3 separate regions of the Sus scrofa genome follow, and regions 2 and 3 are each linked to region 1. The links are chromatin contacts, called in public Hi-C maps. All regions are on one chromosome and are shown on one strand. The core of a region is the stretch at or near the end of the contact, and the rest is flanking DNA. Distances in the headings are between cores, read along the strand shown. Region 1 holds the start of YAP1 (transcriptional coactivator YAP1). Region 2 holds the start of BIRC3 (baculoviral IAP repeat-containing protein 3). Region 3 has its middle 57 kb from the start of BIRC3.

Region 1 (3,823 bases), core at 857-3,356:
GACTCATTTTATTGTCTGAACTTATGAAGTAGGTGTCATTATCCATGATCTTGATATTAAAGAAATAAAAGAATAGGAAAAAACTTGTCCAGTGTCACAGTGCTAGTAAATGATGGAACTGGGATCTGAAAAATCTCTGTAACTCCAGAACCTATACATTCGTGGTTAAATATACTTGACATTTGGGGATGGGGTAAGGGATAAATATAAGCAGCAGTCATGGGCATCATGGAGGTAGATCCCTTTCTTCAGTCAAAACTGGGTCCAGAGTAGTTGATTAGAATACTGCCTTAAAATCTTGAGGGTCTGAAGTCTTTTTCCCCGGCAACATCAAGTGATGAAGATCCTTCCTCAGAATTATCCAGGGCATGTCCTGGCTGGAGGAAGAGATAATTATTATTATTGTTATTTTGCTCAGGGGACCTTTTCTTGCTTAATTCTATTTATACATCTGTTTGACTAGCATTGCAGACAAAATCATTAAAACAGGAAGCTAGTTTTCTTCAGAATTAACTAGTGGATTTAAAATCAGAATGTTGCATAACCCTTAGAATATTCTAAAAACATTGGATTGCTTAAATGGACACATAGTAAGGTGTGTGAACTATATCTCAGTAAAGTGGCTTTTTAAAAAATCAGAATGTATGAATTTAAAAAGTCTCATTGCTTCTGAGTGATTTCAAATGGACTCCTTGCATTTATAACTGCCACAAGGAGAACCAGGTGCGTGGGGTGAGCTTCTCACCTGTTCATTTCTTACTGCTTACCGAGTCCGTGCTTGTGCCAGGCACAGGGATAACAAAGAGGTAGGCGCCTATCCCTTGGAGGATGAATGACAGGTACACAGATGACCGCTTATAACCCAAATTAAGCTTTTTTTTTTTTTTTTTTTTTTTTTGCGTTGAGGTTTTCATAACTCTGCTGCAAGTTTGAGCACTAAAAAAAGTTTTCACTTTTTAAACAGGCAATTTTTTTGTTTAGTAAATTACCTTGTCACAGATCTGGTCTTCGAGCTTCAAATTACAGTAATCGTTTACTCCATTCAAGTGTGTTTTGCATATTAATAAGTTAAAAAAATCAAGTCGTTAAAAAAAAGGACCCTTATTAAAATCAGTGTCTGTTACAGGTACCATTGTGCTCCAATCTAGTCCTGAGGCTTTGAGCCCATACTGACACTCGAGTTGGTCAAGTAGAGCTAACGCGGGGAGGGTTTAAGTGGATTTACACGTCCTCTCTAGACTTCTCTCGGCCTTAGCTGTTTCGCATCTAGGAAGCCTTTCAACCTTTCCCGGGGACTGGCGGGGAACGGGCCGCGCCGGGCGGGAGGACTTCCTGCGGCCAAGGGCGGCCGCGTTCCCCGCAGAGACCAAACTCCAACCCAGTCTAGACCCAACATTCGTCGTCGGGCCAGCCGCCCTCCTGGTGCGGATCCCCAGGCACGCTCCCGGCCCCGGCCCGAAGCCCGGTAGAGTCCAGGCCGGCGGGCGGGCTAGTCACGTGCGGCCGGGAGGGGCGTTGGAGGCCCAGAGTCTGCAGGAATGTAGTTAACTTGCTGGGGAAAGTTTCCCTCCGCGGCCGGCCACAGATTCGGTGCGGGCGGGCGCGCAGAGGAAGGAAGAGCCGCGAGGAGGCGGAGCCGCGCGCGGCTCGGGCGGGCGGTTCTCTCAACTTTAGTTTTGGCGTCCGAGGCAAGTTTCTGTCTCAGTCGGGCGCAGCCGCCGCCGGGGAAAAGAAAGGGAGGAAGGAAGGAACACGAAAAGGAAATAAGAGAGAAAGGGGGAGGGGAAAGGCAACTAGCTGTCCGGCATCCGTCAGGGGAGTGAAGGAAAAAAGTTCTCGGGCGCTGCAGGTTCGGGTCTCTGGCAGCCCCTCCCGAGGCTCAGCCGCCGGACCAGTGGAGCCCGGGCGCAGGGCGGGGGCAGAGGCGCCGGGGCGGGGGATGCGGGGCCGCGGCGCAGCCCCCCGGCCCTGAGAGCGAGGCGAACGCCGCTCCCGCCGCTGGCCCACTGCCCTTGCCGCTTCTCCCCTCTCGACCCGTCGAGCCGGGGCGCCCGGGTGGAGCCGTTGCCCGCCTAGTCTGGGTGCGCGTCGGGGGAGGCAGAAACCATGGATCCCGGGCAGCAGCAGCCGCCGCCTCAACCAGCCCCCCAGGGCCAAGGGCAGCCGCCTGCGCAGCCCCCCCAGGGGCAGGGCCCGCCGTCCGGGCCGGGGCAGCCGGCACCCCCGGGGTCCCAAGCGGCGACGCAGGCCCCCCCGCCGGACACCAGATCGTGCACGTTCGGGGGGACTCGGAGACCGACCTGGAGGCGCTTTTCAACGCCGTCATGAACCCCAAGACGGCCAACGTGCCCCAGACCGTGCCCATGAGGCTCCGGAAGCTGCCTGACTCCTTCTTCAAGCCACCGGAGCCCAAATCCCACTCCCGACAGGTAACCTCGCCGCCCCTCACCCCACTTCCCCGTCGGCGGGCCCCAAGCCCGGGGGCGCTCGGGAGCGGCGGCCGCCAGTCCTAGCCGGCGGTGGGGGGGTTCCGGGAGCGCTAGCGGTGGCGGGACGGGGGCTCGCGGAGAGCCAGAGGGACCGGAGACGCCCGCCCGGCCGCGGCTCCCCACTTCTCCCAGAGTCCGGGGCCGAGATTTGTTTTTCCCCTCGGAGTTTCTCTGCGGTTGCTGCCCCGGGGGGCGTGCTTTTCCCTTTCCTTTCTTTCTTTCTTCCTGGGGTTCCCGGGAGGTTGGCGGGAGTGGCGGGGGAGGTGGGGAGGAAGGAAGGGGGTGGGGAGAGTCGGCCCGGGCCACGGTGGGCTTGCACAATGCGCGCGCCTCCGCGCGCTCCGCACCTTCGCTCCCGCCGCCGCCGCCGCCGCCGCCGCGGGCCCGGGAAGGGGGAGGGGGGCCTCTGGCATCTGTGTGTGGGTGAGCTGCCAGCGGCGGCCGAGTTTGTGAAGTTGAGCCCTGGGCCCCCTTTCCTTCGGGGCCTCTCGGTCCACTTCAGTCTCCTGGGGAGTCAAATAATTGTTCTCTTGTTTTCCAGTGTTGATTAGGGGTGGGGGTTGAACCAGTCCATTTAGTTTCTCGCTCTTTCTCCCCCTCCCCCTCCCGAAAGCATTTATTTTCCTCGCGGCCCCGGCGCTTTCTGAATACAGGATCCAGACTTTCCTGGAAGTTGTTTATGGAGTTAGTGCTTTCACCCCTGCCCTTCCCTTGCGCCTTGGAACTCAGGCAGCCTCACTCTTATCAAACCTAGTAGGTTCACGTGTTGGCTTCCCAATTGCAGACTATTATTTACAGTCTGCTGAAATGCTTTTAAATTAGCCACATCTGCACGTTGCGCAGGACCTGAGTTGTGCTTACAGTGCCTAGGTTTTAACACAAGCCTTTGATAATGCACTGCAGGTTGACTCATAGGCCGAGTCCTGCCTGGTTCAACTGTGATTAGAAGTTAATGTTTGGGAAGCGATGACTAATTCGAGGCTCGCCATTGCTTTGTAATTCTCACTGAGGATATGAACATGGCTGTTCCACATACACAGCATTCGATAATTTTGACAACTTGATCTAACATTGAAGTGAAACTATTATTGAAAGTGTTAACATTCTGAACGGTCCCAGTAGATTTGTTTAGTGTAGGTTTTTCTTTCTTTCCTTCCTTACTTTTTTTTTTTCTTTAAAGAGAACTTGCTTCAGGATAAACTTCAGCATAAGAACTTTGCCCAAAAGTTAATTGGTTTTCCAAATACTGCAGTGTAGTTAGTCCACTCGGCTGTAACTTGAGTGGAAAGAACAGTTATCGCCCCCACTCCCTTCGCCCCTCCTATTTGCAGGCC
Region 2 (3,823 bases), core at 833-3,332, 190 kb after region 1:
CTGAAAGTAATATAAATGCTAATGCAATCAAGGAGAATTTTTTTTTCTTTAACATAGCTTTATGATCACAGGAAAAGGTTAAATTTCAATTTATAAATATTTGATTCATAAATGTGTGCCAGAGCGGTCATAAATGTTTTCATTATAAACATATATTAAAATTCGGTGGGGAAGTAAAATGTCCAAGGACCAAAAGCAGTAATGCATTATTTTCAATTGTTAAAGATGAGCTGATACATTAATGACAGAGAGTATCAAATGGCTGTCATATTTATAGCCCACTGAATACATTTAAAAGTGTTCATCAGTTTTATCCTAAAACATCTATGTCTACATTTTGTAGTCCCTTGGCAATTACAACAACTTTTATGTTTTAACATTAATTTAAAAATGTGAAAAGAATATATTCCTCTTTTTTTCAAAATCATTTTGTTGGTTATATGATTATTGGTATATAAGGACCACAGTATTTTTTCCATCAGCTCAAAGATGAGTTGAAACGGCTTATAAAGTTTTGAACTAAGCAGGCTCAAAAATGGATTGAAATTCATGTGGCTTGAAATTTCCATGATGGGTAAGCAATCTTTCTGATATAATTCCAACTGGAGCTCTAACTGCTATGAGCAGCAAAATCCACCTAATACGGAAGATACCCCAGCTTATCCTGACTGTACTGCATTCTTGTTTCCACAGGATGATGACGTTCTGAGTAATATGGGTTCTGCCTTTAATGCTTCATATCTTTGATTTACTGGAAGACAGGAAAATCAGGTGAGTTCTCTCAATCTGTTACCCTGTGTTGCAGTGTCTTTAGATAAATGTGCTTAATTATAGCTTAGGCAGAGAATGTAGAGGAAAATATGGCAGTCTAGTTAAGACTCTGAGATCAGGTTTCCATGAGACTATGGTGGTAATTTAGACATCTCTTGTGAGATAGAAGACCAAAAGGAGGAATTTGTTTTATAGCCACTCCACCCTAATTATAAAAACCAACCAAACCAAACCAAACCAAACAAAAAAGCAAACCCCACTAAAAATAAACTGAAAGGGAGAATCTTGTGCTTTTTTTTAAACATACCCCTACATTTCCATTTATGCTTTACTTTCTCAATTAGAACAAAAAGCACAAATTATCAGGAAAATTTCACAAAGTTTCGGATTTTTCCCCCCTGTAGGAGATGGACCTTTTCCAAACAGGCTGACCAATGATCGATCACCTTCCGCCTTCCTCGTCTGACCCATGAACAATGAAGCAAAGGTCTTTCAGTAAATGCCACGCGGATACGCCCCTGTTAAGAAACAGTCACGCTTTTAGGGTCATGGAAATCCCCGAGTGGGTTTGCCAGGCCACTGATTAAGGGGAAGTGTGTGTGGTTATTACCGCTGGAGTTCCCCTAACTCTTAAGAGGAAAGCACCAGCACTCAAGCAAACCGCCAGGAAGAGTGCGGGACACGGTGATCCGGCTGGGGGTGGGAAGGGGCGGGGCGGGGGGAGACTTTTAAAAGGCTACGTGAGACTCCAGCCCGCAAGGAACAGCCGGGTGTGACGCGTGTCACCCGCGAAGACTCGGCCGGCACATCCTCGTTGCGTGGACCCTCCGGAGCAGCACATCCGCGACAAGAGCTGGGGTGAGTGAACGCGCGCGCGCGCGCGCGGGGGGGTGGGTGGGGTGGGGTGGGGGCGGTGCGTGTCTGTGCGCCTGCGCGCGTCTGTGCCCGCGACCCCTACCCCCTCGCCCCCGCCTCCCGAGCCGGAAGGAGCCGAGTAAGCATCTGTCCGGGGGCGCACGGAGCCAGCCGCAGAGGATCGGGGGAGGCGGTAATCAAACTCGCTGCAGAGCCTAGAGAGGCTCCAGAGGGGCTCTCGAGCCCCCAGACACCGGATGAGAGTAGGAGCCCGGCCGCCCCTTCCCTGCGCGCCTGCGCTCTTCCGGCCTTTCCCCGCCGCCGCCGCCGCCCATACTTGCTCCTCAGCCGGTAGGGCCGGTGGGGCGGTTGGGACCCGCGCCTCCCTCAACGACACTCACTTTCCGTACGCCTTCCTGCTCGGTGTGCAGTTCCTATTTTCCTTTGGGGTGAGCCAGTGGAATGGGGAAGTTTTAATTGGTTTAATTCTATTGTCAAGATGGTGCCAGATGAGTTACAGCTCAGAGCCTAAAGCAGAGCTTGGGCATAGTCAGGACTCGGTAAAAAATCTTTACTTAATGAATAGATGGAGGAGTGTTCCTAAGTGGTGGCAGAAAGAGCAGATTTTTGGTGGTTTTCCTGGTGATCAGCGTGGCAAACGCTGTAGTGCCACCAATCCAGTTAGTAAAAGTGCTGGGGGTGTTTACCAGATGCAAAACAAGCAGTAATGTTAACTTTGCCATTCTCTATCGCCAACATTAGGTATTTCTAATACCTGCTACGTTCTAGGACCACCTCAGAAGACTGTACATGGGTTCTTCAGGTTTAATTCTCACAGTTTAATTCTCACAGTTCTAAGAAGTAGTTACTATATTTATCTCCACTGACAGTGAGCAAACAGGTGACACCCTTGCTATGGGGAGAGTGGTACTGGGACCCTAGATATCAGCCAGACTCCACAGCCTGGTATTAAACAGTCACTGAGTAGACTTTGTAGTCATTAATGTAAAATTGATGTCCTTGGTGCCATCCACATGAGGGTGCTTGGGGGCCCAGTCAAGTTTGCTAACACGCACTTCTCAGCAGAGAGTCTTAGTGTCGTATTTCCCTGGTGGCTCAGCAGGCTGAGGATCCCACGTTGTCCCTGCTTTGGTGTGGGTTCTTTCCCTGGCTCGGGAACTTTTGCATGCCACAAGCATGCATGGATGTTGGGGGTGGGAGGGCTGATACAGAACTGAAACCCAGTTTTGTGAAGGAGGCAGACAGAAAAGGCACGCTTAACCTCCGGTATCAGAGACATGGATGTACTAAGTGCCTGAGAGGGTAGAGACACCCAACATGCCGGAAGTCAGGGAGGCTGCCCACTAGAAATGATGAAGTAAGAAGAGATGAGGTTGGAGAAGGAACTGCTAGAAAGAGGAATTCCAGGAGAGTGGTATCAGAAGCCAACATTTCTTGAGAGGAAGTGGACCTCAGTGTCAGGTGCAAAAAATTCCACTGGTTTTGGGAACGTCATTGGTGTTACTCATATCGAGAGTTGTTTTGAGTGGTGCTGGCTAAAGCCAGAGGGAGACCTCCATAGACATTTGTGCACTTCACCTGGCAGTGAAGTGAAGATGAGGTACAGGTAGTTGCTCAAGTGAAAAGTGGGGTTGAAAGAAGGTTTTTTTTTGGTGTGTGTGTGTGTGTGTGTGTGTGTGTGTGAGAGAGAGAGAGAGATTCGAAAGCCTAGACAGACCAAAGCATGCTTGTTATATTGAAGGGAAAGAACCAGTAAAGAGTGGGAGTTGAAATGAGGGAAATGGAGTTAGGGGCAAGGTTTCTGAGGTCTGTGGGAGAGGATGGGATTCTTTCAACTGAGGCTGTGAGTTGTGAGCAAGAAAGGCATAGATTTGAGAATGTAAAAGGGTTACTGCTCAATGATTTGTCTTCTTTGAGAAATAGAAGGCAAACAATCTGCTGAAAGTGAGATAGGGAGTGGAGAGTAGCACAAGGTACATCTGAGGAAGGTGTTGAAGGTTTGGAAGAGCTGTGTAGGGCGGTGGGCTAGGGATGAGGGTAATTGCTGAGGGATGGCGAAGGGCCAGCCAAGTGGAGTCTGATGTCATGCTGGTCCCTTGTCTGCAAGGCTGTAGATCTTCCCCAGCAGCGTTTAGAATTCTAGCATTGGAAATAGTTAAGACAGTCTGAATTGATC
Region 3 (3,823 bases), core at 433-2,932, 140 kb after region 1:
TACCTTCAGAATTCCAGGGTATTTGAGGTGTTACTATCAAGAAGCAAGTCTGCTTTCCTTATGGCCTAAAACATGTCTGAAAATGTGTTGAGAAATGCCAGATGGCATTGTTAAATAGGCATACAACCTTGCAGGAAAAGGGAACACACATTTGACTATCGAAATGAAAATTTAAAAGCACCTATAACTGAACAACTGTCAGAGATGAGGTTGAGCAGAAAGTCCTTCCTTTGAAAAATAAAAACTCATACTTAGGCAGCTATGATCACTAAAACTCTACCCCCAATATTAATATCTCTGTGGTACCCATTATTGATTCTGCATGGAAATAAGTGGAGAAAGGGGCGGGTTGCTAAAGATGACAAACACTTAATTGAATATAAATAAATTCTAAATAATTTAACAGTTCCAGAATTCCCAGGGTAATTTATATCTACATAAGCGTGGGTTAGAGGTGAGGAAGAAAGGCTGAGAGATGTGACAAGCAGTAATTTTCAGTTATTTGGCTCAAAACCTAGCCTGAGTGACTTCAGTGTATAAAAGATCTAATTAAGAAAATGCTAGCCACTTATTTCCGACGCCTCACACTTTATCTGGGTTTATCTTGCTGTCTGACCTGTTCTCTGGGGTCCACCACAGACCAAGGATCCTCACCATTGGAAAGCTTTCCTTCCTACTAAAGGGACTTATTCATTCCACAACCATCTTCTAAGTGCCAGGACAGTGCCCACAGAGAAACAACAGAAGGTCAGTGGTCTAAGGAGCTCCTAGCCTGGTGGGGGAGACATCAATAAATAGGTACATTTAAAATGGGAGTTCTCTTGGAGGTAGAATGTATGGTGCTGTGGGGCACAGAAGGCACCAAACCTAGCAGCAGGTGCCCCAAAAAGGCAAATGCAGGGCAGACCCGGAACCAGAGCCTCCTTCCGAAATGTCCCAGTGGAAGTCCTGGTGAGGCATCGAGTTGTAATCAGAAGAGAGGATATGTGTGACTTTGGCTACTGCCCCATGGTGGGCTTGCAACACACAGGGTGGGCTCTGTGGGACACAGACAAGGCCAGTGTCAACTAATGGGAACAAACAAAGAGGGGTAGAGCATGGAGAGCTGTTTCCAGTTCAGGGAGAGGAAAACATTCTCCAAGGAAGCACCAGATTCCTGAAACGTGTCCAGCCTTTGTGGAAAAGATACGGTTCGGGCTGCAATTCAAGTCAACTTCTGAGGAGCTTCAAAAGCTCGGACTTGGCAATGCAACTCAAACGGCTCTTGCAAAGGCGTCCTATTCAACCGCCGCTTCTAAGGCAAAGTCATTGTTTACAGCCTGGCAGAGCTGGAATATTGTCGAAAAAACAAACTTGTCCTGACAGTTGGGTTTTATAACCACCCTTGGACTTAAGCTACAGGCGAATTTGAGGAGCTTCCAGCACGGCGGCCTGATGGCTTCTGCAGGCCCGACGGATGTCTCTGTGTGAGGCTGAGGACGATTTGCGAGGGACTCCTCGTCAGTGAACACCCTTCCCGTCTGCTACGCCCCTAGCCCACCTGGAACTGCAGTGTCGCTATTTTCCACCGCATTTCCGCTGAGGAAGCGCTGCAGGTGCCGCAGCCCAGCCGCCCAGCCACTGTTCCACCGCCCGGCGCGGGTTGGGCGGGGCACCTTGCGGGGGCGGGACCCCGGGCGGGGTGGGCGGGGCATCCTGGTGGGAGGGGCGGGATCTGGATTCGCAGCCGCGCGGGCGGGGAAGGCGCCACCCTCCCGCAGGCAGTCTTGCTGCTGCCCTACTCTGCTTCGGAAGCGGGCGTCTTAGCCCCACACCCGACAGGACCTCTTTTAAGTGACTGAACTCTCGAGACTCAATTTCCTCCTCCGCAAAATGAGGTTAATGACCCTTACATTTCAGAGCTGTTTGAGGATTAAAAGAAAGACGTGTCTAAATTACCTACGTGCCTAGGACTGGTAGATACTCTTCAGCCCTAGTTACTTTACACATTCAATCTAATTGAACGCATAGCTACCGAAGGTCTAGGAGTTTTCAGATCCTGAAAAGGTAATATTTAATAACCCTCAAGGAACTCGTTGGCCAGTGGAGAACACGGACAAGTAAACGGGCCGTGCTGAGTGCTGTAATGGCCGGATTGCTGGGTGCTCGCGGAGCAACCGAAGGCCAATAAGCCAGTTTCAAGTTGTCAGGGGAGCCTTGGGACGGGAAAAACAAACAAGTCAGGAGGCGCTGGCAGGGCAGGAAGGGCTGTGGAGGGAGAAGAGGCTGCGGTTGGAGATCAGAGATGGGATGAAAGCAAAGACAGAGGGAAGCCGACTGGAAAGGTGAAATTGCAGGGCTGGCTCATGAAAGAGCTCCTAAATTATAAAATTTTAGTGGCTATAGATTTTTATCTTAAAGGGAAACCATTGAAGTATTTTAAGCAAGAGAGTTACATGATCTAACTTGGATTGTAGAAAAATTCCTCTGAGTAGAGATCACATAGATGCAAGGTTCAATTTAGCTTCCCAGTTCCCCACCGTTAGCAGCCTCTTGTGGAGGGTCAAACGAAGAATTCTTCTAGAGTCTAAAAAAAACATTTGGAATTTTTCAGGTCAGGTGATCCTGAGTTCTCAGTAACAACCAGAAAGATTTGTTAATTCTCTCTCTTCAAGTGGGATTGTGTTGGGTTTCAGTATCCCCTCTATGAATCAGGCTTGGTTCCAAGGCAAATTTTATTACTCAGTTGGGGGGAGGGTAGCAAACTTTTATACCTGCATTAATCAACTGCCTCTTGGTAAACCTACTTTCTCCCTCACCTCCATGTGCCTGGCTGCCGGGATCAAGAAGCTAGGAGGCAGTGAAAAGTGTTATCAGACTTGTGTTAAGACCAGCCCCTCCCTAAAGATGTTCTGGAGACCAAGCCAAACAAGGTGGAGTTAGGCAGGGCAGGAGGCTTCAGGCTCAGGCTTGCAGGCTGGCTTGGGGGATTAGAAGCCTAAACAAGTTAGAGGGGTTATTCTGCTCCCTTTGTTTCCTGTTAGGTGATATGTGAGTTGGTTATGTTTTTATTTCAATGATTGGCCACCGAACATTTCTTTTGAAACAGCAGTTTGCAGGATTAGCTAATAACCATGCTGCCATCCTTGTTTAAACCCACTGAACAGTGGTTTAATGTCCGATCGCTCTGTGCAAGCTTCAGGTGCTCTCAGCCTACCCCTAGCCTTGCACCGGGAGGGTGACTGAGTGGGTCTGGGGAGAGGTTATTTGGCTTCTCCTGAGAGATCCTCCAAGTGGGGGAGTTGTGAGAGAGTGAGTCTTGTCAACATCAACTCCTGTTTTTTTTTGTTTTTTCCAGTTGATTATATGGGACATGGTGCAGATCTGGAATTTAGCCTTGAGCTGCTCCTAATTTGTTCTGCAGTCTGGGATTATTCCTTCCATTCTCTGAGGCTTAGTTATAAAATGAGAGTTTACTAAATGCTAGAAGCTTCCTTCTGGCTGGCTCTAGGAGGGTCTCAGTCATCAAAACAGTCAGTTTCAAATCCCTGTGTTTAAAGGCATAGCTTGAAATTATAATCTAATGAACTTTCTTCAAACACCCCTCTGGGTCTACATTTTTGCCTGTCAACCAGTCTCTGTCATTGCAAACTGATTTCTGAGTGAACCGCAAATCTTGTCATATACAAGATTACGTAAAGTTGATGAAAGTAATGTCGGAGATGGCAAAGCCTTTGACAAAGTTTAGTCAGGTCAGAGTACCTAAAAACTGAAGAAAATAATCGACAAAGATGGTGACAAGGTAAGGGTTTCAAAAAGAGAATGATTTAATTATCAAAAGATT

Evidence for each region. A called contact is a pair of places that touch in the nucleus more often than the background predicts.
Region 2: a contact with region 1 is called in a Hi-C map of skeletal muscle, with 4 times the contacts expected there. The contact joins the promoter of BIRC3 here to the promoter of YAP1 in region 1. A contact is called at or near these places in 1 of 5 promoter capture datasets (liver), 10 of 47 Hi-C or Micro-C datasets (embryonic fibroblasts, heart right ventricle, liver and 4 more) and 1 of 2 datasets of contacts at active chromatin or transcription factors (skeletal muscle).
Region 3: a Hi-C map of skeletal muscle shows a contact between it and region 1, with 3 times the contacts expected there. The contact joins the enhancer-like site here to the promoter of YAP1 in region 1. A contact is called at or near these places in 1 of 5 promoter capture datasets (liver), 11 of 47 Hi-C or Micro-C datasets (fetal heart ventricle, fetal skeletal muscle, heart right ventricle and 6 more) and 1 of 2 datasets of contacts at active chromatin or transcription factors (skeletal muscle).

The regions. Positions count from the first base shown.
Region 1 is chr9:32,809,523-32,813,345 of Sscrofa11.1, forward strand. It overlaps YAP1 (transcriptional coactivator YAP1), which reads left to right and starts at 2,107. Exons shown (of 10, transcript XM_021062706.1): 1 at 2,107-2,245; 2 at 2,248-2,429. The coding sequence starts at 2,107. LOC102157672 (a long non-coding RNA gene) reads right to left here and starts at 2,110. Exons shown (of 2, transcript XR_002335614.1): 1 at 990-2,110; 2 at 1-377.
Region 2 is chr9:33,001,488-33,005,310 of Sscrofa11.1, forward strand. BIRC3 (baculoviral IAP repeat-containing protein 3) reads left to right here and starts at 2,083. Exons shown (of 10, transcript XM_021062707.1): 1 at 2,083-3,108.
Region 3 is chr9:32,945,124-32,948,946 of Sscrofa11.1, forward strand. No RefSeq gene overlaps it. Among named protein-coding and RNA genes, the nearest start is that of BIRC3, 57 kb to the right of the region's middle. Within about 2 kb of position 1,683, at least 70 of the 83 cell types and tissues checked have an H3K27ac peak or open chromatin away from gene starts, as enhancers often do. A contact at or near this core is called in fetal skeletal muscle, liver, omental adipose tissue and 3 more, where this site is marked.